7 separate regions of the Mus musculus genome follow, and all the other regions are linked to region 7. A link is a contact called in public Hi-C, HiChIP or PLAC-seq and promoter capture Hi-C data. All regions are on one chromosome and are shown on one strand. Each heading gives the region's core, a stretch centred on a gene start, on an enhancer-like site or on the middle of the called end of the contact. The rest is flanking DNA. Distances are from core to core; before and after follow the strand shown. Region 1 holds the start of Dazap1 (DAZ associated protein 1). Region 2 holds the start of 2310011J03Rik (RIKEN cDNA 2310011J03 gene). Region 3 holds the start of Rps15 (ribosomal protein S15). Region 4 holds the start of Atp5d (ATP synthase, H+ transporting, mitochondrial F1 complex, delta subunit). Region 5 holds the start of Adamtsl5 (ADAMTS-like 5). Region 6 holds the start of Stk11 (serine/threonine kinase 11). Region 7 holds the start of Sgta (small glutamine-rich tetratricopeptide repeat (TPR)-containing, alpha).

Region 1 (3,505 bases), core at 411-2,910, 800 kb after region 7:
CCAAATCTCCACTGGGCTCTTCTCGACTCTGTAACTCCTGTTGGAGGTCCCCCTAGCCTTCTGAACTACCCCGTATGGTCTCCCTACCCTATTTCCTTAACCACAATTATGGCTTATGGTCTCCCACAGAGCTAAGGGTCTCTCTTGGAATTCCCTCAGCCCTCTGAACTATCCTTTAGTATCTCCCGACCTCACAGCTCAACCTCAGGGGTCCCCTATACCTTAATATAGCCTTTGGGAGGGTCCTTCAAACCCTTATTCTATAGGGCCTTCCCAACCACCTTATCCACATAACCCTCCAGCTCTCTTTTGGAGTCCTCTTCCTTCTCCTTCTCCTTCTTCTTCTTTTTTTGTTTTTCGAGACAGGGTTTCTCTGTGTAGCCCTGGCTGTCCTGGAACTCACTTTGTAGACCAGACTGGCCTCGAACTCAGAAATCCACCTGCCTCTGCTTCCCAAGTGCTGGGATTAAAGGCGTGCGCCATCACCGCCCAGCTCTGGGGTCCTCTTCTAACTCCTGTGAAGGACTCAGCACCTTGAGTTATCTTTTGGGGTCTCCCGACACCAACTTTTCAGTGTTCCCAAATTCCTTTAATTTTATCAGAGGGGGGCGTCTCCCCGACACCCAGGCTCTACTTAGGGTCCCTCTAACATCTGAACTATCCTTTAGTGTCCCTCAGTCTCCTGATTTGATGGTCACCTTAATTCCTGAAATCTGGAGAATCCCACAACCTCCAAAATTATCATTTGAAGACTCCTTGACCCCAAACTCCACTTAGGAAGCTCCAACATCCTGATCTGTTCTTTGTGATCTCCTCATCCCTGCGCTTTTACTAGATAACCCCAGCACCCTAATCTTTCGGGGTACCTCTCAGATCCCCGCGTTATCCCATGCGGTCTCTCTGAGTTGTAATCTATACTTTGGGGTTCCTCGGCACCCATAACCTAATTTATTTGACCTATGTATTCTTTAGGGTGTCTCAGCATCCTTAATCTATTTTACAGGGTTTCCATTACCTGTGATCTAGCTTTTAGAATTCAACTCCCCAGAGCAACTCTATGGGGTCTCTCTGCTCTATAATCTATTCTTTGGAGATCCCTCAGTTTCACCATTCTAATACTTAGGGTTCACAAGGACCCTGGTCCATTTTTGTAATCTCCCTGGTACTTAGAATCTATGAGAGATCTCTCAGCACCCCTAATTATCCTACATTACCTTCCTGACTTCAAGGATCCACTTAAGGGTCTTCAACACCCTGATTTATCATTTCAGGGTCTCTCAGTCCGGTGAGTTATCCTATGGGATGCCCCTGACCCGTGAACCTTCATTTAGGGTTTCTCTGGCTCGTGAGTTATCACCTTGGGTCCCTTCAGTTACCCATGGGCTGCCTTTGGGGCGACCCCCCAGCACCCCGGCTCTCCTCTAAAGTCCCGGCCCGGCCGGTCCGGCACCCCGGCCTCCCTCGCTCTGGGCCTGGCCCGGCTCCACAGCCTCACCCGATTTCGTCGGCGCCCGCGCTGTTCATGGCGCCCCGTCCCGGCCCGCTGCGCCCCGCTCCTCCGGAAGGTCACCGCTCGTCCCTCCCCGCAGCCGCGGCCCGGATCTGCGCAACGGCGGCGGCGCTGAGCCTCCTCCCTCCGCGCCAACGGTCGCTGCGCGTCCCCGCGCCTCCGCGCCTCCGCCCTGCGCACGCCCGGGCGCGCTCCCGCACGGGGCCTCCGGGGGCGGGGCCAGGGGCGCGCCGCGCGTGCGTGCCCGCTTGCGAGAGGGACGCAGAGCTCTGCGCCTGCGCAACACGGACAACCGAGACATGCGTTTCCGCCCTGTCGAATCTAATCCTTCTGGGAAATGCAGTCCTCTGCATTATCTGGCCTTCAGAAGGCGCGCGGAGGGAGACAGCCACGTGCGTGCGTACGCGTGCATGCGGCGCCGGGCGTTCATGGCGCGCGCAGGCGCAGACGCGGGTTCCCCTTTATCCACTCGCGAATCTTGGTCTTGCGTGGGGGCTTGCGAGGGGAAAAAGTCTAAGATGCCCCTCAGAGGCCGGTGCATAAAGCAGGCTGCACGTTCATGCTCTGAACTGTGTCACCTCCCGCTCTTCCTTTTTCGCAGATGATACACTGGGTCACAAAGGCTGACTCACCTGTCCAAGGTCATTCAGTTAAGGCTCGATTGGGTTCAAAGTAAAAATTAACCAAGTTCAATAGTTACTAAGAAAAAGTAAAAACAAAAAAACATTGTCCCTAGTACCACTAACATGGACAGCCACACTCTTACTACTATCTATTGTCTGCAGCTGACTTCTCACTTGGATAATCTGCCTTTCCTCTCATAACCAGTTCCCTGTCTCAAAAAGGTATATAAAGCTGGGCAGTGGTGGCGCACACCTTTAAACCCAGCATTTGGGAGGCAGAGGCAGGTGGATTTCTGAGTTCAAGGCCAGCCTGGTCTACAGAGTGAGTCCCAGGACAGGCAGGGCTACACAGAGAAACCCTGTCTCGAGAAAACAAAACAAACAATAATAATAATAATAATAATAATAATAATAACAACAACAACAACAACAACAACAACATAATAAGTAAGTGAATAAAACGATGTAATGGCTCAGTTTGTTGAGCATCTTTCTAGGCTAAAGAGCTGGGTTCCATCCCCAGACTACTTAAAACAGTCATGGCAGTGCAAACCTGTCATCCCAGCGCTCAGGTTGGAGAGGAAGACTGGGAATTCAAGGTCAGCCTCCCTTGGTCAGCTATATAGTGAACTAGAAGCCAGCTGAGGTACACAAGACTTTCTCAAACAAAAACCAAAACATACATACAAGCAAACAAACAAAGCCTGAAGCAGGGCAGTATTGGTGCACACTTTTAAACCCAGCACTTGGGAGGCAGAGACAGGCTGATCTCTGTGAATTAAGTACAGCTAATATACAGAGTGAGTTCCAGGACAGCCAGGACTACACAGAGAAACCCTGTCTAAAAGGAGAAGGAGAAGGAGAAGAAGAAAAAGAAGAGAAGGAGGAGGAGGAAAAGGAGGAGGAGAAGGAGGAGGAGAAGAAGGAGGAGGAGAAGAAGAAGAAGAAGAAGAAGAAGAAGAAGAAGAAGAAGAAGAAGAAGAAGAAGAAGAAGAAGAAGAAGACGACGACTTTGAATTTGAGAGTGACCTGGGTCCTAGTCTCTATGTCAGTAGAACATAATATAATAACAGCAAAGTATAACAAGCAACAATTCATTTCTGTGCTGGGTATAACAGCTCAGATTATAAAAAACAGTCCAAAGCTTTTGTTTGGAGACAGAGTCTTCCTATGTAGCCCCAATTGTCCTGGAACTCATAGAGATCTTGCTGTCGCTGACTCTGGAGTGCTGAGATGACAAAGCTACCCATTTTCTGCTTTAATTAGACCACATGAGATCATCAGAAGGCCACTCAGAGGAGTGGCGCAGTGGACCTAGAATTCAGTGGGGGAAGTGCTCTCCTGGCAGGCACAATGCCCAAGACCCTTCATG
Region 2 (3,462 bases), core at 721-3,220, 740 kb after region 7:
TGTAAATTAGGTTTAAGGTAACTTAAAGGAGCGGGGCACTCTGAGCACAGTGGCACACAGTAGGTGCAGTCACCTAAGAGAAGTGGGTCTGGCCACTGGCACACAGTAGATGTGTAGCAACTGTGGGGATGGTCTGACCAGTGCAAACCAGGTGCCACCTACCTGGGAGATGTGAGGTGGTGTGGCCACTAGCACATAGTAGGTACAGTTGCTACGGGGCCCTGCTTGGGAGACAGTGAGGCTGGCTACAGAGCCCGGCAGGCCAATGACAGGTGTCCCCCTTGGTGCCCACTGCGACCCCCGCCCAGGAACTCTGTACTACTACACCCTGCTGCTGTATGGGACGGCCGAGGACATGACAGCACGGCCCCAGGCCCCCCAGGTGACCAGCCGCGCGCGCGCATGTGTGCAGAGGGACACAGAGGGGCTGTGCCAGGGTGAGTGGCCGCAGCGCATGGTCACTTGTTGGGTGAGGAGGCGCAGCGGCCCGGAATGGGCAGGTGGGCACCGGCTGCACCCACCAGCTGCAGCCTCACTCCTTCTGTTTCCATGTTGTCCCTATGCAGAAAGTCACAGTCCCCTCTCCATCCTGGCAGGACTCTGCCTCATCTCCAGCCAGCAGTGGTGGTGGCTCTACAGCCACCCACAGCAGCCAGTGACCGAAGGACAGGCCAGCTGTCACCCTCCTGTTACACCTGCTGCAGCAGCCTGAGCAGCGACTACACTGCCTGTCCCCTGTCCCTTGTGTTGGGAGAGCTCCAGAGCCCCTCCAAGGCTTGCCACCTCTGGTGGCCCCCCAGCTACCAGTCTTGGGCCATGGTGCTGGCTCTGCTGGCCAGGGCCTTTGGGAGGCCCCTCGGCTTGAGGAAGGCCCACCTGCCCCAGGCTAGATACCCCAGTGCCCAAAACCATGCATGCACAGATCCCTGGAGGCTGGAGAGCCAGAGATGCCTGGCTGTCAGGACAGAAGGCCGGTACCCCAAGGTCCTGCTCTCAGGCTGGAAGAGAAGCCTGCCCCAGAAGGCCAGGGCAGAGCAGCTGCATGGGTCAGGTGACAGCCCACCGCTCAGCCTCAGCTGCTCCCAGTGGAAGAGATGTGTCCTTACTCATTTTGGAGCAGGTACAGTGGGCAAGAGGTCAGACCACAGCCACCAATCATCTGCCCCTTCCCTGTCTCCAAGCCATCCATAGCCCCATGTCTAACCTCATAGTTGCCAAATAAAAGTTAAACAGAAGATGTCGAGTTTATGGTGTCCTTGAGGGTAGGGTGGGCCCCTGGAGGAATAAGGACCCACAGAGGAAGACTGCTCTGAGCCCAGATCTGCCAAGTGCTGAATTACCATACAGCCATGAACAGGAAGCTAGCTCGCTCCCCCATCCCCCACTGGTTTTTTTTTTTTTTTTTTTTTTTTTTTGGTTTTTCGAGACAGGATTTCTCTGTTTAGCCCTGGCTGTCCTGGAACTCACTTTGTAGACCAGGCTGGCCTCAAAAATCTACCTGCCTCTGCCTCCCGAGTGCTGGGATTAAAGGCGTGCGCCACCACTGCCCGGCTTTCCCACTGCTCTTTTGAGACAGGGTCTCACTGTGTAGTCCTGGCTGTTCTGGGATTCCCCATATTGACCAAGATGATCTTGAACTCACAGAGGTCTGCCTGCCTCTGCCTCACAGTACTGAGATTAAAGTACTGAGTTAAAGGTCTACCACAAGGAAGCAAAGCCTGTGGCTAGGTTCCATCCAGCATTTATTGAGCGCCCACTGTGTACCTGGCAATGGTTGTACACTGATTACTCTCGAAATCACGTTCACCCCTTTCCTCCCACCACACGCGGTGAAGGAGGGCAGAGTTCCTTCTGATCTTACTGGATAGCAACTAGGAGCATCTAGGCTTAGGGCTCTTTAAGACGGGGGAGGGGTTTCGCGAGGCGTGGCGCTGGAGTGGACCGGAAGTGCCGGAACGTAGTGGCGTTCAAGCAGGAAGCGGAAGCGGTGGCGGCCGCCTAGGTTCTTGGAACGAAGATAGGCAGCGGGGTGTTCCAAGAGCAAACTGGCGCGGAGATCGAGCCAAACTCCGAGGTTCCGGGAGGAGGGAAAGCGAGACGGGGTAGGGACCTCGGCGCAGGTCTGTAAGGGGTGCGTAGGAGTTCGCGAGGTGGGCGGGCCGAGCCGAAAGTGGACCCCCAGTTAGCGCGCGCTCCACCTACAAGATGAACTCCAAGGCGAAGAAACGCGTGGTACTGCCCACTCGCCCCGCGCCTCCCACGGTGGAGCAGATCCTGGAGGACGTGCGAGGGGCACCCGCTCAAGATCCTGTTTTCACTGCCCTGGCCCCGGAAGGTAGGAGAACGTGAGACTCCCGAGTGGGGAGCAAACCGACTGCAGGGACGAATCTTTTTTGTCCCTGCCCTTCTCTTCCCCTGCAAAGAAAGATCATCAGAAATAAAATTGAAAGTGCTCCGAACTCTTGGGAGGCAGAGGCAGGCGGATTTTTGAGTTCGAGGCCAGCCTGGTCTACAGACTGAGTTCCAGGACAGCCAGGGCTACACAGAGAAACCTTGTCTCGAAAAACAAAAACAAAAAAAAGTTGAAAGTGCTGCCAACCCGGGTCTAGGGCAAGAGGATTGCTGTGAGTTCAAGACCTTGTCTCAGAGGGGCGTGGCCAGCTGCTCCTACAAATTAATGGGGGGCCAGAGTACTTGCAGGGGCCATATCTGCGACTCCTGGCCTAGGATCCAGGAATCCAGGCAGTCCTGGGTAGAACGGCAGGCCAGGGTGGCTGGAGGTGTCCTGTCCTCTCCATGACACCAAAACCTGAAACTGAGTCTTGTTTTCTAGTGCCTAATAGGCCTATATAGCCCAGGCTGGCCTCGAACTCACCATGTAGCCAAGGATGACCTTGAACCACTGATCCTCTTGCCTCTGGGTTGGTGGATGTCAGGCCTGGGGATGGTGACACTGTTTCTTCTCTTCAGACCCCCCAGACCCATCCCCAAGGGCTGAGGACTCTGAGATCCAGCAGGAGCAGATCTACCAACAGAGCCGGGCCTACGTGGCTATGAATGAGAGGCTGCGGCAGGCGGGGGAAGCTCTGAGACAGAAGTTCGATGGCCTTCGGCAAGCTGGTCAGCGGCTGGAACAGGATATCAGCCAGGTGACTTCAGCCACCTCCTAGAGCCGAAGTTACACCTGATGTCCTTGGTCCAGGCCTGGGCACCTAGCAACCAGAGGCTCTGGGTCAACATTTGCTGTCCCAACCCTGGCCCGGGGAGACCCAGTGGCCCACCTTGCCAGCTAGCAGCTTTGTTCCCTCTTCCATCCTTAATGGCCTCTAATTCATGATGGGACTTAGGGACATGGCCACCTCCTCATTATGGGGACACTGGCCTAAATTGCATCAAGGACTTGATTGCAGGTCGGGGCTCAAAGCCAGTCTGCCCCATAGTGACCGGTGTGCTCTTCTGTCC
Region 3 (3,309 bases), core at 336-2,835, 770 kb after region 7:
GTTTGTAGGTGATGGAGAACTCGCCCAGGTAGTGGCCGATCATCTCTGGCTGCAGGTTGAGAGGAGGAAGCAGAGTGGTGTGAGCAGCTTTGGCACAGAGAAAAGCCACCCACCCAGCCACTCCCGGACCACAACTCACTTTGATCTCCACCTGGTTGAAGGTCTTGCCGTTGTACACGCCCACCATGCTACCCACCATCTCCGGCAGGATGATCATGTCCCTCAGGTGCGTCTTCACCACCTCAGGCTTCTCCATGGGTGGTGCCTCCTTTTTGGCCTTTCTCAAGCGCTTGAGCAGTGAGTGTTGCTTCCGCCGAAGACCACGGTTCAGGCGCCTCCTCTGGCGGGCGCTGTACAGCTGCATCAGTTGCTCACTGTGGGAGAAGGGGGTGGTTTGGAGACCCGGGGACAGCATGCTGCGCCAGCACTGCTCCATTTCTTTCACACCCAGAAAGGAACATGCCGGGAGCTCACTAAAGACAAGTCCTCCATAGCACTGCCGTCAACCTTCAGGGCACAACCCTCTAAAATGAATCCACCAGCTTCCACAGGCAGTGACGTAAGCCGAGATCAAACCTTTTCCTTTGACAGCCCACCCAGACAAATTACCTATCCGTGGTTGATTTTCCCCAAGGTCACAGGGAGGCCTGTGAGCCCAGTCAGCGGGAGACTGAGGCAAGGTAGTTCTGTCTACATAAGACTGTCGAACACTGCACAACTGTAGCAGGGGCCGAGTTGAGGTCACAATCTAGAGCGCTTGCCTAGGAGGCTAGGACGCCCCGAGTTTGATGCTCTGCACCGTGATGGTGACCCAAACATTAGGGAGGTTGAGAGGATCAGGAGTTCGAGGAGAGCCTGGGCTACACGGGTCCCTTTTTTTTTTTCCGACTCAAGAGTTTCTCTGTGTAGCCCTGGCTGTCCTGGAACTCGCTCTGCAGACCAGGCTGGCCTCGAACTCAGAATTCCCCTGCCTCTGCCTCCCAAGTGCTGGGATTAAGTCGTGCGCCACCATTGCCCGGCACTCGAGACCCTTCCTTGCCTCTCCCATGTGACATGTGCAAAGGTTCTGGCTCTATTTCCAGCACCACCCACAGAAAAGGAAAATGTACAAACGGGCCAGCGACCCGGCGGGACTAAGGTGACGGGGCCTCTTACTAGGACATGTCGAGCAGTTGGTCGAGGTCTACGCCACGGTAGGTGAACTTGCGGAAGGTGCGCTTCTTCTTCTGCTCCACTTCGGCCTGCGTGAGCGCGAGTCGGGGTTAGCAGGGGCTCGGCAACCTTACCCGGGAGCCCAGGGACCTGAGCTGCGCGAGCCGCGCTCCTCTAAGCTACGGCGGACGGGCGAGGGGACACACAGCCCCGCGGCCGCCCGCAGCCATCCGGGCCCTTCCGCACCCGCCATCCGCAGTCTCCGGGCACCCGAGCACATCGCTACATCCCCAGGCAGCGAGTCCAGAGTCTTGCGAAAGGGCCCCGGGAGGATGGCGACGGATACCCGGGAGCACAGACCGCCGTGCACGAATACTCACCATCTTGGCGGTTACTCGGAAAAGGAAGTACGGGCTGCGCTTGCGCAGTTATCGCGAGCTCTGCCGGGAGGGCCCGCCTCCACCGCTCAACAGCTTCCGCTCTGCGGATACTCGCCATTGCCCCCCGCTGTCCGGAGGCCAGAGCAAAAGCGCCGCTACCCTCCGGAGGGGCGTGGCTCCCTTTGGGGTTTTTGTTAGTGTGTCTGTCTCTCTGTCCCTGGTTTTCTTTGTCTTCTCTGTCTCTGTGTTTCTGCCTCTCTCATGTACAAGGTCTCAAGCAGTGATTCTCAACCCGTGGGTCACAGCCTCTTTGGAGGTGGCATATCAGATATCCTGCATATCAGATATTTACAATTATGATTCCTAATAGCAAAATATATACATACATTTTTGGGGGAGACGGAGGTTCAAGACAGGGACTCTGTGTAGGCCTGGCTGTCCTGAAACTCGCTCTGTAGAACAGGCTGGCCAGAGGCTAATCCCAAGTGCTGGGATTAAAGGCGTGAGCTACCACCTCCAGGCTGTCTGCTTTTCTTGTGGGATGTGTGAGCCTACCACCTCAAAAGTGAGTGGTTAATTAGAAGACAACTTGGAGAGATCAGTGCTCTCTTTCCACCATCCTGGGACTTGGCTTTAGACTCCCTGACCCAGTGAGTGTTTCGTTTTATAATAAAATAGAAGCCAGGTGTGATGGCACAAGTCTTTGTCTTTTTTTTGTTTTGTTTTTTCGAGACAGGGTTTCTCTGTATAGCCCTGGCTGTCCTGGAACTCACTTTGTAGACCAGGCTGGCCTCTAACTCAGAAATCCACCTGCCTCTGCCTCCCAAGTGCTGGGATTAAAGGCGTGTGCCACCACGCCCGGCAAGTCTTTGTCTTTAATCCCAGCTCTTGGGCTACACAGAGAAACCCTATCTCAAAAAACGAAAAACCAGAGAGAGAGAGAGAGAGAGAGAGAGAGAGAGAGAATATGAATGAATGTTGGAAAGGAAGCCGCATTTTCTATTTTTGTTTTGTTTTGTTTTGTTTTTCAAGACAGGGTTTCTCTGTGTAGCCCTGGCTGTCCTGGAACTCAATCTGTAGACCAGGCTGGCCTTGAACTCAGAAATCCGCCTGCCTCTGCCTCCCAAATGCTGGGATTAAAGGTGTGCACCACCACGCCCAGCTCCAACATTTTCTCTCTTATCTAGTGTTGGGGGTTGGAAGGCTAGGAGGAAAAAGGTGGAGAAGGATGGAAGAAAAAGAAGCCCACGAAGTAGCAAAGTCCAGCAGAGGCACGTGTAGCACACAGAAGGCAGAGCGGTCTGTGAATTCCAGGCCAGCCAGGGATGCATAGAAAGACCATCCCTGTCTTTAAAGAGAGAGGAGAGGTAGGACAGTAGTGGCCAGGACAGCCAGGGCTGCATAGAGAAACATCATGTGAAAAAACCAAGCCGGGCATGGTGGCGCACGCCTTTAATTCCAGTACTCTGGAGGCAGAGGCAGGTGGATTTCTGAGTTTGAGGCCAGCCTGGTCTACAAAGTGAGTTCCAGGACAGCCAGGGCTATACAGAGAAACCCTGTCTCGAAAAACCAAAAAAAAAAAAAAAGAGAATACTCCCTTGGGCCGGGCGGTGGTGGCACACACCTTTAATCCCAGCTCTTGGGAGGCAGAGGCAGGCAGATTTCTGAGTTCAAGGCCAGCCTGGTCTACAGAGTGAGTTCCAGGACAGCCAGGGCTACACAGGGAAGCCCTGTCTGGATAAAAACAAAACAAAACAAGAAAGGTCTGATTATAGTT
Region 4 (3,648 bases), core at 983-3,482, 920 kb after region 7:
GAAAGAGCTTATGAAGGAGGGTGCCACCAATGTCCTTCCGTCACATGTGTGCACACATCCTTCCCACCTTCACCGCCACGCCTGCTCTGGTACTTGCCCAAACATAACCATACAGAACAACAGTGTGTGGGGGCCTGACTCGTGGACGGAGCCCGGAGCCCTCGGCTGGAATCCCCCAGCGATGACCATGGGCTGTATCCCCTGCCTAGAAAGCTCCAGGCCCTGGGTTCCATCGTGGGTATTGTTAAATAATGAGATATGAGAGAAGACAAGACACACCCCTTCATCTGGAGAAGGGGCAAGATGGAAGTCCAACCCGGAAACGTGGGTCCTTCAGACCGGCTCCCTCCTACACCAAGGCTATCTTACCCTAAAGGCTTAGCTCCTCAACCGTCATTTCTCCATGTCTTCCTGCCCAGCTATGGCGAGGTCAGCTGCTGGCTTTACTCTGTGCCCCAGATGACCACATCTTTGTCATGGCAGGCTGGGCAAGCTTCTTCCCTTTGCTTTCTCCCTGCCCTTCTCAAACCTGAACGTCTATGCATCCTGGGCCACACTCACCAAAGTACTTAGTCGTGGTGCCGTCTTCTGTGTGAACCACTACCAGCCCAGGCCGTAGGACCTGTAGTGTGGGGACATGGGATGCCAAGATGCCAAAGGCTCCAGTCAGCGTAGGCACGTCCACTTGCTTGACGTTGGCACTGTCAAAGAACACCTGCAGAGAGTGTACACCATGGGGTAGGCATTATCCCATGCCTGCTGTACAGTGGGCACAGAGAGGATGGAATTCTGATGGGACACAGACACTACCAAGAGCTGACATTAGACTCAGCTTGCTCACCTGTGAAATGTCTATGTCTAAAAGAGTGTCTAGAAGAGGTGACTGAAACAGAGGGCAATGCAGTGTAGTGCAGCGTGCTGATCCAGCCCCTGGTATGGGGTTTCTGAGAAACCCAAAGGCTGTCTCACAACCACTCAGGAAGTTGCTATGAGGTAGTCAAAAGTGTAAAACCAACCCAGGCTTACAAATAGCATGGCTGTAAGTTGGTAAAACCTTGGCTAAGGTCTATCCAATTAAGGATATTAGGTCCAGGGCTGGAGAGATGGCTCAGTGGGTAAGAGCACTTCCGAAGGTCCTGAGTTCAAATCTCAGCAACCACATGGTGGCTCACAACCACCCATAATGAGAACTGATGCCCTCTTCTGGTTTGTCTGAAAACAAACAGTTTACTTACATACAATAAATAAGTAAATCTTTAAAGAAAAAAAAAAAAAAGGATATTTGGTCCAGGCAAACCCAACAGGATGAGGAGCTTCGGTCAATCCCAGGTGACCCCAACAGTGGCCAGGCTTCTGTTCTGAGTCCAAATCTCCTTCAGGATCTGGGTCCAGGCAATTTCCAAGAGCTCCAGGTCTGGGTACTGGTGACCCCTATCTGGGCAACAGCTTGGGGACTTGGGGAATCCCCCACGGGTAGAAACTGTGAGCCATGTAAAACCCAAAGGCATTGCTCTGTGCTCCATTGTTCATCCTAGCTCCAAGTGACACCACCTAAGCCTTGAGTAGAGCCTGGGGTTCATATCAATCTCGGGTACAACACCCAAGGACAGGGCCTGAGTGACCACCACCAAGGTGTAGAGCCTAGAACACCCCAAAACAGAAGGGTTTGTGAAGGCAAAATCTGGGTTCCAGATATAGGTGATCCACCTCCCAGAGGGTGGAGTCTTATGTCCAGGTGACGCCCTTAGGGGTGGAGCATGAAGTTTCAGTGAACACTGAGGTCGAGCCCTGGGTCCAGGTGACCCCATCCAGGGGTGAGGTCTGGGGTGGGGGGAGGTTCACAGGGCCCCATGGGGATGAAACAAATGACCTAATACAAGAGAACCTCTTCCACGGGTCAGATCAGGGGCTTGACGAGTCTGGGGGATGTGAGTTCGTACCTGCGTCGGGGAGGCAAAGGTGAAGGACATCTGTCCGGGCCCGGCGGCGGGGGCAGGTGCAGCGGCGGCCTCGGCGTATGTACGCGCCTGAAGCATCAGGCGGCGCAGGCCCGGGTGACGAAGCAGTGAGGCGGGCAACATGGTGGCGGAAAAGTCAGTGGACTCTAGCTTCGCGGGCGGCCGACACACTGGGCAAGCGAGGCGGCCTTCAGGGAGGGAGAAGGACGACGCGCGGTGCCTTCTGGGAGGCGCAGTTCCCACAAGAACGCACGCGCACAGGATTCTCCGAAGGCTGCGCGATGCAGTACGCGCTGAGCATTCTGGGAGGTATACTTTCCCTTGGCCCCACCCCTTGCAGTGATGCCTAGAAGTGGGATCCTCCTATGCCGGGTGGGTCATTCTGGGAATTGTAGTTTTCTTCGCCTTCTAACAGCAAACGACTCTGGGTTCTTGGGATGCGGTTCTTTCTGCAAACGAACATATTCCCTCAGGAGGGGAATGTTTGCGCGGAAATGATATGGGCTTGATATCAGGTGCCAAGCATTCGAGGCCCAGAAGAAGCAAACCTGTAACGTGTTGGAACAGAAGAATTAAAATGTAGAGTGCGGTGACACACTCTTGCAATCCCCGCACTCGGAACAACCTATTTCCAAAAGTGCATCAAATATAGATGGGCAGTGGTGGCGCGTGCCTTTATTCCCAGCACTTGGGAGGCAGAGGCAGGCGGCTTTCTGAGTTTGAGACCAGCCTGGTCTACAGAGTGAGTTCCAGGACAGCCAACAGCCAGGATTATACAGAAAAATCCTATCTCGAAACACACACACACACACACACACACACACACACACACACACATATATATATATGCATATGCCAGGCGCAGTTAATCCCAACTCCCCGGAGGAAGACTCAAGCGGGGCTCCATGAGTTTGAGACCAACCAGGACTACATCATGAGAAGCTGCTAAATAAATAATTAAATTTCATGATGCCCGCTGCGGTGCGTGCTGGGGAGAGGTCGTGCCAGGAAAGAAGTGCACCGGATGGCGGCAGAGGGCGCGCGAAACCTGGAGATGTACTCGCTCTTCTCCGCAGTCCCCTCCCTGCGGGCCTCCGCCCCTGCGTGCCACTGACGCAGGAGCCCGTGCGCAGGCGGCCAAGGGGCCCCACTGACGCCAGTCTTGTCCGCGCAGCCTCGCTCTCGGTCATGACGTCATCACCCTGCCCCCGCACTCACGCAGGTTCCGGCCTCCGCTCAGCTCTTGGTCCCCATGCCCCACCACGTAGGTTCACAGAAAATGCAGGCATAGGCTTGATGGGGCAAACAGAAGGAAAGCCATTAGCTTTGTTGGATCTTAGAGGAGCAGCTGGCAGCTAGAGGGTCGTGGTCACCCTTGAACCAGAGCCTGGCAGATGCAAGACTACAAGCTAGACTACAAACTTATTCTACTAACTAGAGACTCTGGCACGCAGACCTGCTCAAAAGCCAGCAGTCCTGGCCTTAATCAATCTCTATGAGAGACACCTAGTTCCCAGTCTCTATAATCTGGACAGTTTCCCTGGGCAGTGGGCAGCTAGAAACCCCATTCCCTTCCCTACTCCAGCTCTTAAACAGATACACACGCGCGCGCGCACACACACACACACACACACACACACACACACACACACACACACACCCATACCCGTCCCAGGATCCCATATCTACT
Region 5 (3,322 bases), core at 667-3,166, 710 kb after region 7:
CTCTATGGCCTCCTTGTAGGCCTCAGCTTTTGACGGGTGCCGGCTTCACTGCGATAGTCTGCTTTAGGAAAACTGGGGAAAGAGCCATGTTCACTGGACACACTCTCTTCAGAGCGTAGTGTCTACTGTAGGCAGTGGCTGCACAGCAAAGTGCCTACTGTATGCTATCCCTGCAAGGGAGAGGGCCTATTGTACATATGCACCTATTGTATATACTGTGAGCTATATGCTCGCTCTGCCAGACACAGTGTTTCCTGCACACTTGTATCATGAAGGACGGGGCACCTAATGTATACTCCCCTTCAGTGCCTACTATGTGCACTACCTGGATAGTATATCTGTTGCATATTTTCTCCTGTAAATCTATGTCTGCTGTATATCCTCCATGCAGAGTGCATGCCTACTGTATACCAGGACAGAGTGCATGCCTACTGTATACCAGAACAGAACTCCTACTGCACGGGCCCCTCTCTCTCCCTAACACGGTCCTCATCTTTGCTTTGCTGAGGTCCCTTCCTTTCACAGCAGGACGTCAGGATTGTCTCTCATTCTCCTGCTGACCCTGGCTAGGCCACCCTTGCCTCTAGCCCCTTTAGTGGTTATATGTTCTGTAGGGGTTCTCCTCACAGCCCATGCCTGGCCTTAGCATCTTTTCTTCAACAGGATGATGGGTGTCAGAAATCGGAGTCATGGCCATGCATGGCCACCTCCCCACACTGGGCTTGGCTGCTGGGCCATAGCTGTGTGCACACAGTGACTTGCATAATAATGTCACGGAGTGGTCACACTCAGAGATGTTTCCAGCGGCTGTCCTGTGCTGAGCCCTGTCCAGAGGACCTCCCTGAGGCAGGTGTATACAGCAGACACTGTCCTCTATGTGTAGTAAATACTGCAGGCAGTCTGCTTTTCAGGGAGTGCATACAGCAGGCACCGTGCCCTGTGAGGAAAGCGGGCCAGAGGTCAGCCAGGTGGGCTTCCTAGAGGAGGCGAGTTCAGCGCCCAGGAATAGCATGGTCCACACAGCACTGATCATCGCAGTGCGGCGTCCTTCTGCCCGGCTGCCGGGAGGCTACACGAAGGCGATGGGGTCAGGGGGTCCACAAGAGGCTGGCAGAGTGCCGGGAATGGGAAACTGAGGCGGAGGGCTTGAGGCCAAAACCAGTGGAGAGAAGCAGCACTGGCGTCCAGGCCTAGAGGGCGGGACCGGGTGGAGCATTGGTGACGGCAGCGCCTGGGAATGTGGGGCAGGGAGGGTCCCTCCGCCCCCAGCGGGCGCGCGGGGCCTCGTGAGGGGATGCTTGGGACTCGAGTGAGGAGTCGGGGGGCGGGGGGGGTGGAGATGCGAACCAAGGCAGGAAGGTCTAACTGGGGAATGATGTGGACCAGCGTGGAGAGGTCTAATTGGGGGTAACAGGGACGGGGTGGGAAGTCCCAGTTGCAGGGATGATGGAGACCTGGGTTGGGGTCCCAGGGATTGTTGGGACAGAGCTAGGAGCCTGGCCTGAGTGGGTGATGGGGATGAGGAGAGGAAATCTGGCGTATCTGGCTGCGGGGTGCTACGGAGCAGGACGGGGTACTGAGAGTGAGAGGGCGCCCTGGCATGGACTATCCCACCCCAAGCCCCAGCGCTAGGCACATTCCCTGGCCCTGAGCGCGGCGCCCGGAATAGCAGTCCAGTCACCCCCGCGCACCGCCCCGCAGCTGCACTTCCCAAGGTCACTGGCACCCAGGATATCAGGACCAACGCTGGGCCGCTGAGCTGCGCTGTCAGACACAGTAGGTCAGCCCCCTGCCGCAGGTCCGGGCCCAACGCGTGCGCCCTCTCCTGCCGCACGAGGGCGCCCTTGGCCTGCGCCCTCGGTGACCCCAGCCTGGGCGCGCCTAGGAGGCCCGGGTGGGAGGGATCGACCGAGTTCGCAGTCCCGCACTTTGGGGCCCCGCCGCTTCCGCCAGTCCCCGGGGCGTCCCGGGGAAACTTGGACGTATTGCCTTGGGCTCTCAGCAGATGGTAAGTCCCTCTTCCCATCCTGCCACTATTCCACCCGGTGTGGCGGCGGGGATGAGATTGGTTTCTTTCCCTGCTCGGAGCGAAAGCAGCAATCCCTAGGATGGTGGGTGAGTTTGGGGGTCGCACTTCCTACGGGATGGGACTGAAACTCAGGAGACCGACACCCCAGTGACTGGTGCACCAATGCGGGAGAGGGATGCAGTGCTAGATGCGGTGCTCGGGAGAGGGCATTGACAGACATGGGTAGGAGCCCCCCTCACGAAGGGGGTTATGAGATGGCCTTCCCCAGCCTCCTTCTTCCTTCCTTCCCGGGACAGCCCAGTTTCTGGGCCCGCAGAAGGAAGGGTCCGGCGAGTGTCTTGAAGCAGTTCCCGTGAGTTTCCAATTTACAGCCATCTCGGTCCCAAGGTGTCCTAAAGGACATCAGATTGGCTGACAACCGGAGAGACCCTGGTTCCAGCCGGGCCGGGGTACTTTTGTCCTCCTTACCCCTTTTTCAGGTACCTGGACCCTGTGGGCTGCAGATCTTTGAGAGCCCGTGTGCCCTTCAGAGAGCCTGGCCCGGGCCCAGAAGGGACTCACTTCATCTTGGTTCCCTTCCCTCCTGGCTGGTCTTGCCAGGCTGGGATCACGAGGAGGAGGGCGTCGGCTGAGAATGACTTCATCCGGTCTCTACAGTTGGGGAAACTGAGACCTCCACTCAGCCCCACCCTGCTCTTCTTGTCCGCAGATCCTCTAGGCACCGCAGCCCGCAGCTCTGGCAGATGAGACCATGACCCACGTGTTGGCAGGAGGCCAGGTCAGCCGCCCAGCGCCTGCCACGGGGTGGGGTTGGGGGTGGGGAGGAGGTCCCTTAGGCTATGGGGTACCTGGGAGCACAGCGGTCCCCAGAGGCTGGGGGGCAGCTGGGAGGGGGACATCCATTCCACCCTGAGTTTCTGGATGAGCCTCCATTAATTATCCCTCTACAGGCTCTCAGAGACTCAGGGATGGGGTTCCGCGGGTTTTCACTGCACAGATGGGGAAACCGAGGCCTGGAGAAATGGAATGGTTGGTTCCTGGCCACCCAGGAAGGTAGATGAAAGGGGTGACTAAACTTGCAGCCACCTAAAAACTGTCCTTAAAGGATTCCTTGTGCATTATAAAAGAACACACTGGGGCTGGTGAGATGGCTCAGTGGGTAAGAGCACCCGACTGCTCTTCCAAAGGTCCTGAGTTCAAATCCCAGCAACCACATGGTGGCTCACAACCATCCGTAATGGGATCTGACTCCCTCTTCTGGAGTGTCTGAAGACAGCTACAGTGTACTTACAT
Region 6 (3,620 bases), core at 151-2,650, 940 kb after region 7:
GCGACTTGCGCCAGGACCTGGCCCAAAGAGGGGGGCTGGAGGCGCAGTTGGCTGCACGACCTCCTGCTAGGACAGTCCTGCAGGCTGCCCTAACATACAGACCCCACGAGGTGACGCTCAGGGATAGATGGGGTAGATAAGGCAGTAAAAGGAAAGAGATGAAAAAGGAGGAAGGAAATGAGAAGAGAAAACGGTTAGAGGAAAGAGAAGAGCCAGAAAGTAGGAGGAAGGGCTGCCCAAGGAGCTCAAGGCAGCGCCCGCGTCGGCCCCAGGCCCTTGGCACCTACTTCTTGACGTTGGCCTCTCCATTGGGGATCCTGCGCAGCTTTTTCTTCTTGAGGATCTTGACCGCCCTGCGGCATAAGGTCTCGGAGTCCAGCACCTCCTTCACCTTGCCGTACGAGCCCTCCCCGAGCAGGTCCCCCATCAGGTACTTGCCGATGAGCTTGGCGCGTTTGCGGCGCGGCTGGTAGATTACCTCGGTGGAGTCGATGCGGTGGATGAAGGTGTCCATGCCCACCGACATCAGCTCGCCCTCGGAGAAAAGGCCCAACGGCTCGGGGTCCGCCACGTCCATCCTGGCCCACTCTTTGTCCTCGTCCCCTTCGGGAGCGCCAATTCTTTTCAAGTTCGAATTCCCCCCCCCCCACCCGCTTCTTCCAAATGTTCCAAGAAGGGGAAAAAAGGAACGGGGAAAAACAGGAACGACCTCCACAACTCTCCCGGTCCCCACAACCGGGTCCACGTCCGCTTCCTGGGCGCCAATTCTTCACTTTTGATTTTCCCCTTTTCTTCTAGGTGCTCAGGGAGAAAAAAAATGAAAATAAGAATGAAAAAAAAAAAAGCAATGAGCCCCCCCAACCCTCGCGTCCCCCCAATTCGGGTCCCCGGGGACGCTGCTTCCGACGGAGGCGACGGTCCGCCGTCGCGGCGCGCGGGCCGCTAGGTCATGTTCGCCACTTGGGCCCCGCGCTCAGGGGCCCAGGCGGCCGCGTCGAGGCCGGTCCGCGCCGTCCATGTCCGGCCCGCGCCGAAGCCGCGCGCGGCCCCTTAGTTCTACGACTTCTCGGGGCGCAGACTCCACCCGGACGCGGGACACCGGGACACCCGCAAGTCGCGGACACGAAATCCGGACAGGAAATCTTCCGGGGACCGAGGGGGGAAAAAAACCACCCCAGGCGGCGCGTCCCCCTCGCCGCCTAGCCGCCGCGCGACAGGCAGGAGGCCGGAGCGGCGAGGGGGGAATCGAACTCCAGGCAGAAAGATGCTGCCCGCGAGAGACAACTCCACGCCGGCGCCGCCCTCGGCGACTCGCGCCTCACTCGCGGACGCCGTGAGCCGCCTCCCCTTTCCTAGACCGACACGCCGCCGCCATCTTGTTTACCGCCCTGCGCCGCGCCGTCGTCGCACGTCGCAACGGTGGACACGCCCCCTCGCGGAGCCGACGTGCGCGGCAGTTGGCTGTAGCTTTAGGCCCCACCTTTCGGACCCGCCTCAATCGCCAACGAGGATTGGGCTATTTGGATCTAGGTGGGCGCCCGAGCTGACATTGGACAGTTCGGGTTCCATCTGAGAAGGCGTGATCTAAATTCTCATTGGTTGTCTGAGACGCCCGTCAATGGGAGTAAGCAAGCGACTGTAAGGGAGCGGCCGTGGGCTGTGGCTTCAAGCCCCGCCCCTCAGTGGTTGGCCCTGGTGTGTGGGGGCGGGACTTTATTTGCCAGTGGCTGTCGCAGACGCCCGTCAGCAAGCGCGACGGGCCAGCGAAACCTCTGGGCTGGCTGTGGTGACCTCGGAGTTTCGGGCCTCCGGTTAGAGTTCACGCGCGTCAACGTCCTCCGGGGAACGGCCGCGACTGGAGGCATGGGGGAGGGTGGAGAGAGAGGCTCGTGGATCCCTAAAGAGATCCAGCCCAGGCTTGCTCTTAACGGCCTTGGGGGAGGGGTCAAAGGTCAAAAAGTAGCCCAAAGTCGACACTCCCGAACCTGAAGCCTTAATGTAGCGCCTCTGAGATCCATGGCATAGAGAGGAGCGTTTCCTGTGCAAAATAAGAGCAGCTGGGCTGGTGAGATGGCTCAGAGGTTGCGGGCGATTGACGTCAAATCTGACTTCATGAGTTCGATCCCCGTAAGTTCACAAGGTGGCTAGAGTGAAATGCCTCCCTCAGGCTGTCTCTGAACCTAGGGACTCCGTGGTAGGCGCGCGCGCGCACACACACAACACAGAATTTTAAATAACAGTTATCAAAAAAGGTGGCTGGGTAAGACGTCGCCGCTGGCCTCAACTCACCTGCTGCAGTGTTTTTGGGTGGTTAATCTAATTATTTTTATCTGTGCCCTTTTTTAACTGCACGAATAAAAAATAAGGGTTGGAGTATGATTGAGGGACGAGTGCTCACCCTGCCTGACTCCCTCTACACACAAGTTTACGCACAGGCCGGTTACAAGGTCCATAGATCCGTGAGTCTATGGTTCCCTCCGAGGCCACTAGGGGGCGGGGTGTACTGCCAGGAGAGTCCTGGGGGAGGGAGAGACCTAGACTCCAGGAAAGGTGGGAAAAGTGCTTGCTCTACATGTGTTCAGCCTTCAGGACTTAAAAGGAGGAGAGAACTGACTTATGCAAGCACATAAATTAAGAAAAAAGATCAGAGAAACAGACGTGAAGACAGAAATCCAGGGAAAACACAGACTAGACAAACAGAGTCAGGCTGGATGGAGGGACAGGTCAGGGGTGAAGAGCACTGGCTGCTCTCCTGAGCACACAGGTTTGCTGGCCAGCACCCACATCACACAGGGAGACTCTGGAGTTTCACCTCCATTTCATTGCTCTGACATTGCCTTAAACTATGGCAGTGATAAGGAAGTCTCCTCCTCCACCTCCACCCTTCCCCTGACAGACTCCAAGGACAGATCCAGAAAGAGTCAGGGGCAATAGACAACATTCTGTTTCTACCCGATCTGTACCTGAGCTCCCCCAGTGTGACAGCCTCTCATGTCCCCAAGACATTACCCTGAATTCTCTGACGGGAAGAGTTATCACTCTGGTGAGAACTCTGGGTCAGAGATATAGTTAGAAGTATTTAGAGATTTATCATATTTACCTGTGTGTATGTCTGTCACATTCAGGACCCCACTGAGGCCTCAGATACCTTGGAAATGGTGTTGCAAATAGTTGTGACCAGGCATGTGAGAGTGCTGAGAACCAAAACTGTGACTTCCAGTAGAGCAGCTACTTTGTAAATTTGGGAACTCAGTACCACTTCAATAACATGAATTATCCCTGAGAGGCCGCAGATTCCAGACCATAGAAGCACAATGGGAATGGTGCCTGGGGTGGGGGGTGGGGTAGAAGCCACCAGGAGGGAAAACTTCAGACTAAAGATGAAGCCTGCAGCCAGGCTGTTTCCATCCCTGCTGCCACATACGTCACACTTACAGGAGGCTCAGGCGGTGGCAGGAAAGAGTTCACCCTCAACTACGTAGTGAGTTCCAGGCCAGCTTGGGCTACATAGTGCTACCATCTCTGTATTAGTCAGGGTTCCCTAGAGTCACTCAACTTATGGATAGTGTCTATACAGTAAGGGAATTTGTGATGATGACTTACAGTCTGCAGTCCAACTT
Region 7 (3,636 bases), core at 905-3,404:
TTAATCAAGGTCACCCCCACAAGCAGACCAACTTCATCTAGGCACTTCATGGAGACTCTTGCTAAGCGATTCTCGGTTGTGTCAATTCGATAGTTAAAACTAATCTGATGAGATAAAGATCAGAAATCACAGGTTGTAAGAGGGTTTCATTATGTCAGTACCCTTTCCCTGTAAAGGGAATTTTTGGCAAGATTTCTAGAAAACAGTATGTTTTCACCCTGGAAAGAAGAAAAGTCTTAAAGAGTTGGTAATTGCCCTGGAATTCTCTGATAGAGAATGGCATCAGTTCCTGTGAAGGTGGCAACATCTTCTCTCCTCTCACGTCCCTCACAGCTTTTCTATCCTGACTTATTGCACACCTCACATCCCTAACCAACCCAGGACACTAAGTTTGGTAATTATAACTACGCCATGTCAAAGGTGGGGTGTGTGCAGAGGATTGGCAGGATCACAGCATATCATATCAGCACTTGGACACTGATGCAGGGGGATGGACAGAGTTCTTGCTTTTCTTTTCTGCTTCCAAGACAGGGTTTCTCTGTGTGGCCCTGGCTGTCCTGGAACTCACAGAGATCCTCCTGCCTCTGCCTACTGAGCGCTGGGATTACAGGCCTGTGCCACCATGGCCCACCTGGAATTCCATAAATTTAAGGTCAACCTGAGCTACATAGTAAGACATGGTAAAATGAAAATAGGAGAGATAGTTCAATGGTTAAGAGTACATATTGCAAACTGGGTAGTGCAGTTTTAGCCCAACCTTGCCTACGGTATGAGACCCTGTCTCAAAGAAAATAAAAAAAGTAGAGTACATACAGCTTTTGCAGAGGGCCTGAATTGCACTGCACCCAACTCTAGCCTTGGGGATTCCATGCCCTCTTCTGATTTTTATAGGCACTGTATTCCCATGCAGACACCCACACATAGACATCCACATAATTCAAAAGTAAAGATAAGTTGGTTTTATTTATTTTTATTTATTAATTTTTTTTTTGGTTTTTCGAGACAGGGTTTCTCTGTATAGCCCTGGCTGTCCTGGAACTCACTTTGTAGAGCAGGCTGGCCTGGAACTCAGAAATCTGCCTGCCTCTGGCTCCCGAGTGCTGGGATTAAAGGCGTGCGCTACCACGCCCGACCTGTTTTTATTTTTATTTTTATTTTTTTATTTATTTTTGGTTTTTTGAGACAGGGTTTCTCTGTGTAGCCCTGGCTGTCCTGGAACTCGCTCTGTAGACCAGGCTGGCCTCGAACTCATCCCGAGTGCTGGGATTAAAGGCGTGGGCCACCACGCCCGGCTCCTGTTTTTATTTTTTGAGACAGGTTTTTCTGTGTAGCTTTGGCTATCCTTTGTAGACAAGGCTTGCCTCAAACTCACCGCGATTCCCCCGCCTCTCCAGTGCTGAGATTAAAGGCGAGCACCACCACTGTCTGGCTGCTAATCTTTGTTTTTCTTTTAGGCATCAGAAAGAAGTTGGGGTGTGCAAAAGATAAGTTTGTAAATAGGTTTTAAATATAAAAATAAGTGAAGTAGATTGTTTAGTGGTTAATCACACTTACTGCTTTCACAGAAAGTGGGATATGCCAGTTTCCAAGATGGGCGAAGTGGATGAAGAGTTCCGGGCCAGGCTGGGCTCGTAGTATTGTCATTTTAAAAAAAGGAAAAAGAAAAAAAAAATTACGAAAACAGGGGGCTGGTGAGATGGCTCAGCAGGTAAGAGCACTGACTGCTCTTCCAAAGGTCCTGAGTTCAAATCCCAGCAACCACATGGTGGCTCACAACCATCCACAATGAGATCCGATGCCCTCTTCTGGTGTGTCTGAAGACAGCTACAGTGTACCTACATATAAAAATAAATAAATCTTTAAAAAAAAAAATTACGAAAACAGAACCAAAAACTTCATAGCATCAGTTAGTGGCTTTGATTCAGATTTGTCTTGCTGAAAGCAGCTAGATCACGTGACAGACTCCATACCACGTGGTCTGCCTTGGTGCCTCAGGGGTCCGCCGCCGCCCCACCGTGCTTTAGGCCTGACCCGCTTGGTGACTGTCAGACTAACTTCCGGTTTTCCTGATGCCTCCAGAGGGCAGTTTCCATAACAACCAGCTTGTGACCCCCCTCTTCGCGTGACGTCACTTCTGTTTTAGAGCGAAGGGTGCACTTGAGCGCATGCGCAAAAGGAAACCTACACAGGAAATGGTTTTTTTCTGCGCAGGCGTCTTGGTCCTGAGGGCGGAGCTTGGCTGCGCCGCGGTGCGCAGGCGCAGCCGTCGGTGGGTCGGGTCTTCGGTCGACTGAGAGGTGAGGCTGGGGGCTCCGCCGTGCCCCGTATGGGCGTCGGGGGTCTGTGGGTTTAGCTTCGCTGTGCTCGGGAGCCCCTGGGACAAAGGTGGCTTGTGATCCGGACTTCTGCTCTCTTCGGGGTCACGTGAGCGGGCGGCGCAGAGAGGAAACTGAGGCAGACAGCGTCCCAACCCACCCCCACCCCTCGTCGCTTTTTCTCACGAAAAGGTCAGCGTTTAGGTGTGTGTGGGGCGGATCTCAGTTTTCTCGGGGCCCCTAAGGTCTAAGACCCTCTTACATTGCCATTCCTCACCCTGGTGACCTTGCTTAGCCTGTTGCCTGCCCACAGCCTCAGTTTTCCTCTTCTGTACAATGGACGTTGTCACCATTGTCTGAGCAGTTGTGGGTGCTCCTTCCCATTGGGAGGGTGTGTTTGATTTTGGTGCCAAAGGTAGGTAGTGTGTGGGTTTGAAGGGCAGAGGGCCAGCTGTGCATGCTAGGGCAAATAGCTTGACCTCTCTGAGGAGGAGTTTTCTTAAAACAATGGTAAGGCAGGTGTGCTGACACATGGGCAGAGGCAGGAGTATCGTGGGACTTCCATGCTAGCAAGGACTACATACTTTGTCTCAGAAAACGAAACAACCAAAAGCAAAGACTCGAGCAAATAGTCTAGAACTTTGGTCCACAACCTATAATCCAGTCTTTCAATTGAGAGGGGGAGACAGCTGGATCGCGGGGAGTGAGTTCAGGCCCAGCCTTGGATACCTAACACGGTGGAGGTAGCTGGACCACAACGTGAGACCCTGTCTGAAAATGAAATCGACATAATTAATAGTTTGTTTGTTTTGAGACAAAGTCTTTATCTGTCTCTGGCTGTCCTGGAACTCACTATGTGAGCCAGGCTGGCCTCAGCGCCACCTCTGCCAGGACTGTAGGTGCCACCACCTCATCTGGCATCATAATTAACGTAAAAAGGATGTCAGTCTGGGCCCGTTTAGTTGTAAGCTGGGCTTGCTGGCTGTCATCCCAGCTTGTAGGAGGCTGAATCGGGAGGATGGAAGTGAAGTTCAAGGCTATGTTGGGCTACATGGTGAAATCCTCTTGTCTCAAAAGCCAGGTTGTAGTGGTGTCCGACTTTGATCCCAGCACTCAGGAGGCAGAGGCAGGAGGAGCTCTCAGAGTTCGAGGCCAGCCTCTGGTCTACAGAATGAGTTCCAGGACAGCCAGGTTGCAGAGTGAGACCCTGTCCTGAAAAACCAAAACCAAAAATGAAATGTTAGCAACAACAAAAACAAAGAAAGTCAGTTGAAATTGTTATGTCTCTGTGTCTGTCACCTGGACATTAATTGTCCTAAGG

What was found. Promoter capture Hi-C pulls out the DNA fragments that hold promoters and counts their contacts. Hi-C and Micro-C count contacts between places; a contact is called where the count stands out from the background. HiChIP or PLAC-seq counts read pairs in DNA pulled down with a chosen protein or histone mark. Capture Hi-C pulls out chosen DNA fragments and counts their contacts.
Region 1: a Hi-C map of B cells shows a contact between it and region 7, with 9 read pairs. The contact joins the promoter of Dazap1 here to the promoter of Sgta in region 7. A contact is called at or near these places in 1 of 39 promoter capture datasets (hematopoietic stem and progenitor cells), 1 of 484 Hi-C or Micro-C datasets (B cells), 1 of 115 datasets of contacts at active chromatin or transcription factors (pancreatic cancer cells) and 2 of 9 other capture datasets (adipose tissue and liver).
Region 2: a contact with region 7 is called in an H3K27ac HiChIP or PLAC-seq map of double positive thymocytes, with 5 read pairs. The contact joins the promoter of 2310011J03Rik here to the promoter of Sgta in region 7. A contact is called at or near these places in 1 of 484 Hi-C or Micro-C datasets (muscle stem cells), 2 of 115 datasets of contacts at active chromatin or transcription factors (bone marrow-derived macrophages and double positive thymocytes) and 2 of 9 other capture datasets (adipose tissue and liver).
Region 3: a contact with region 7 is called in a promoter capture Hi-C map of hematopoietic stem and progenitor cells, with 4 times the contacts expected there. The contact joins the promoter of Rps15 here to the promoter of Sgta in region 7. A contact is called at or near these places in 11 of 39 promoter capture datasets (the C10 cell line, embryonic stem cells, epiblast stem cells and 7 more).
Region 4: a promoter capture Hi-C map of liver shows a contact between it and region 7, with 4 times the contacts expected there. The contact joins the promoter of Atp5d here to the promoter of Sgta in region 7. A contact is called at or near these places in 2 of 39 promoter capture datasets (fetal liver and liver), 1 of 115 datasets of contacts at active chromatin or transcription factors (bone marrow-derived macrophages) and 1 of 9 other capture datasets (macrophages).
Region 5: a contact with region 7 is called in a promoter capture Hi-C map of adipose tissue, with 2.4 times the contacts expected there. The contact joins the promoter of Adamtsl5 here to the promoter of Sgta in region 7. A contact is called at or near these places in 3 of 39 promoter capture datasets (hippocampal neurons, liver and pre-B cells), 1 of 115 datasets of contacts at active chromatin or transcription factors (pancreatic cancer cells) and 1 of 9 other capture datasets (adipose tissue).
Region 6: a promoter capture Hi-C map of erythroid cells shows a contact between it and region 7, with 2.8 times the contacts expected there. The contact joins the promoter of Stk11 here to the promoter of Sgta in region 7. A contact is called at or near these places in 1 of 39 promoter capture datasets (erythroid cells) and 1 of 115 datasets of contacts at active chromatin or transcription factors (microglia).

What each region holds. Positions count from the first base shown.
Region 1 is chr10:80,263,169-80,266,673 of GRCm38.p6, reverse strand. It overlaps Dazap1 (DAZ associated protein 1), which reads right to left and starts at 1,660. Exons shown (of 12, transcript NM_133188.3): 1 at 1,496-1,660. The coding sequence starts at 1,524.
Region 2 is chr10:80,319,056-80,322,517 of GRCm38.p6, reverse strand. 2310011J03Rik (RIKEN cDNA 2310011J03 gene) reads left to right here and starts at 1,970. Exons shown (of 2, transcript NM_025521.3): 1 at 1,970-2,335; 2 at 2,971-3,462. The coding sequence starts at 2,206. The coding sequence ends at 3,170. Pcsk4 (proprotein convertase subtilisin/kexin type 4) reads left to right here. Exons shown (of 15, transcript NM_008793.2): 14 at 309-437; 15 at 567-1,235. The coding sequence ends at 712.
Region 3 is chr10:80,290,707-80,294,015 of GRCm38.p6, reverse strand. Rps15 (ribosomal protein S15) reads right to left here and starts at 1,585. Exons shown (of 4, transcript NM_009091.2): 1 at 1,533-1,585; 2 at 1,156-1,241; 3 at 140-374; 4 at 1-49. The coding sequence starts at 1,535.
Region 4 is chr10:80,140,899-80,144,546 of GRCm38.p6, reverse strand. It overlaps Atp5d (ATP synthase, H+ transporting, mitochondrial F1 complex, delta subunit), which reads right to left and starts at 2,232. Exons shown (of 4, transcript NM_025313.2): 1 at 1,941-2,232; 2 at 562-715. The coding sequence starts at 2,081.
Region 5 is chr10:80,347,042-80,350,363 of GRCm38.p6, reverse strand. It overlaps Adamtsl5 (ADAMTS-like 5), which reads left to right and starts at 1,916. Exons shown (of 13, transcript NM_001285435.1): 1 at 1,916-2,008; 2 at 2,739-2,807.
Region 6 is chr10:80,113,575-80,117,194 of GRCm38.p6, reverse strand. It overlaps Stk11 (serine/threonine kinase 11), which reads right to left and starts at 1,400. Exons shown (of 10, transcript NM_011492.5): 1 at 288-1,400. The coding sequence starts at 577.
Region 7 is chr10:81,058,789-81,062,424 of GRCm38.p6, reverse strand. It overlaps Sgta (small glutamine-rich tetratricopeptide repeat (TPR)-containing, alpha), which reads left to right and starts at 2,154. Exons shown (of 12, transcript NM_001358550.1): 1 at 2,154-2,297.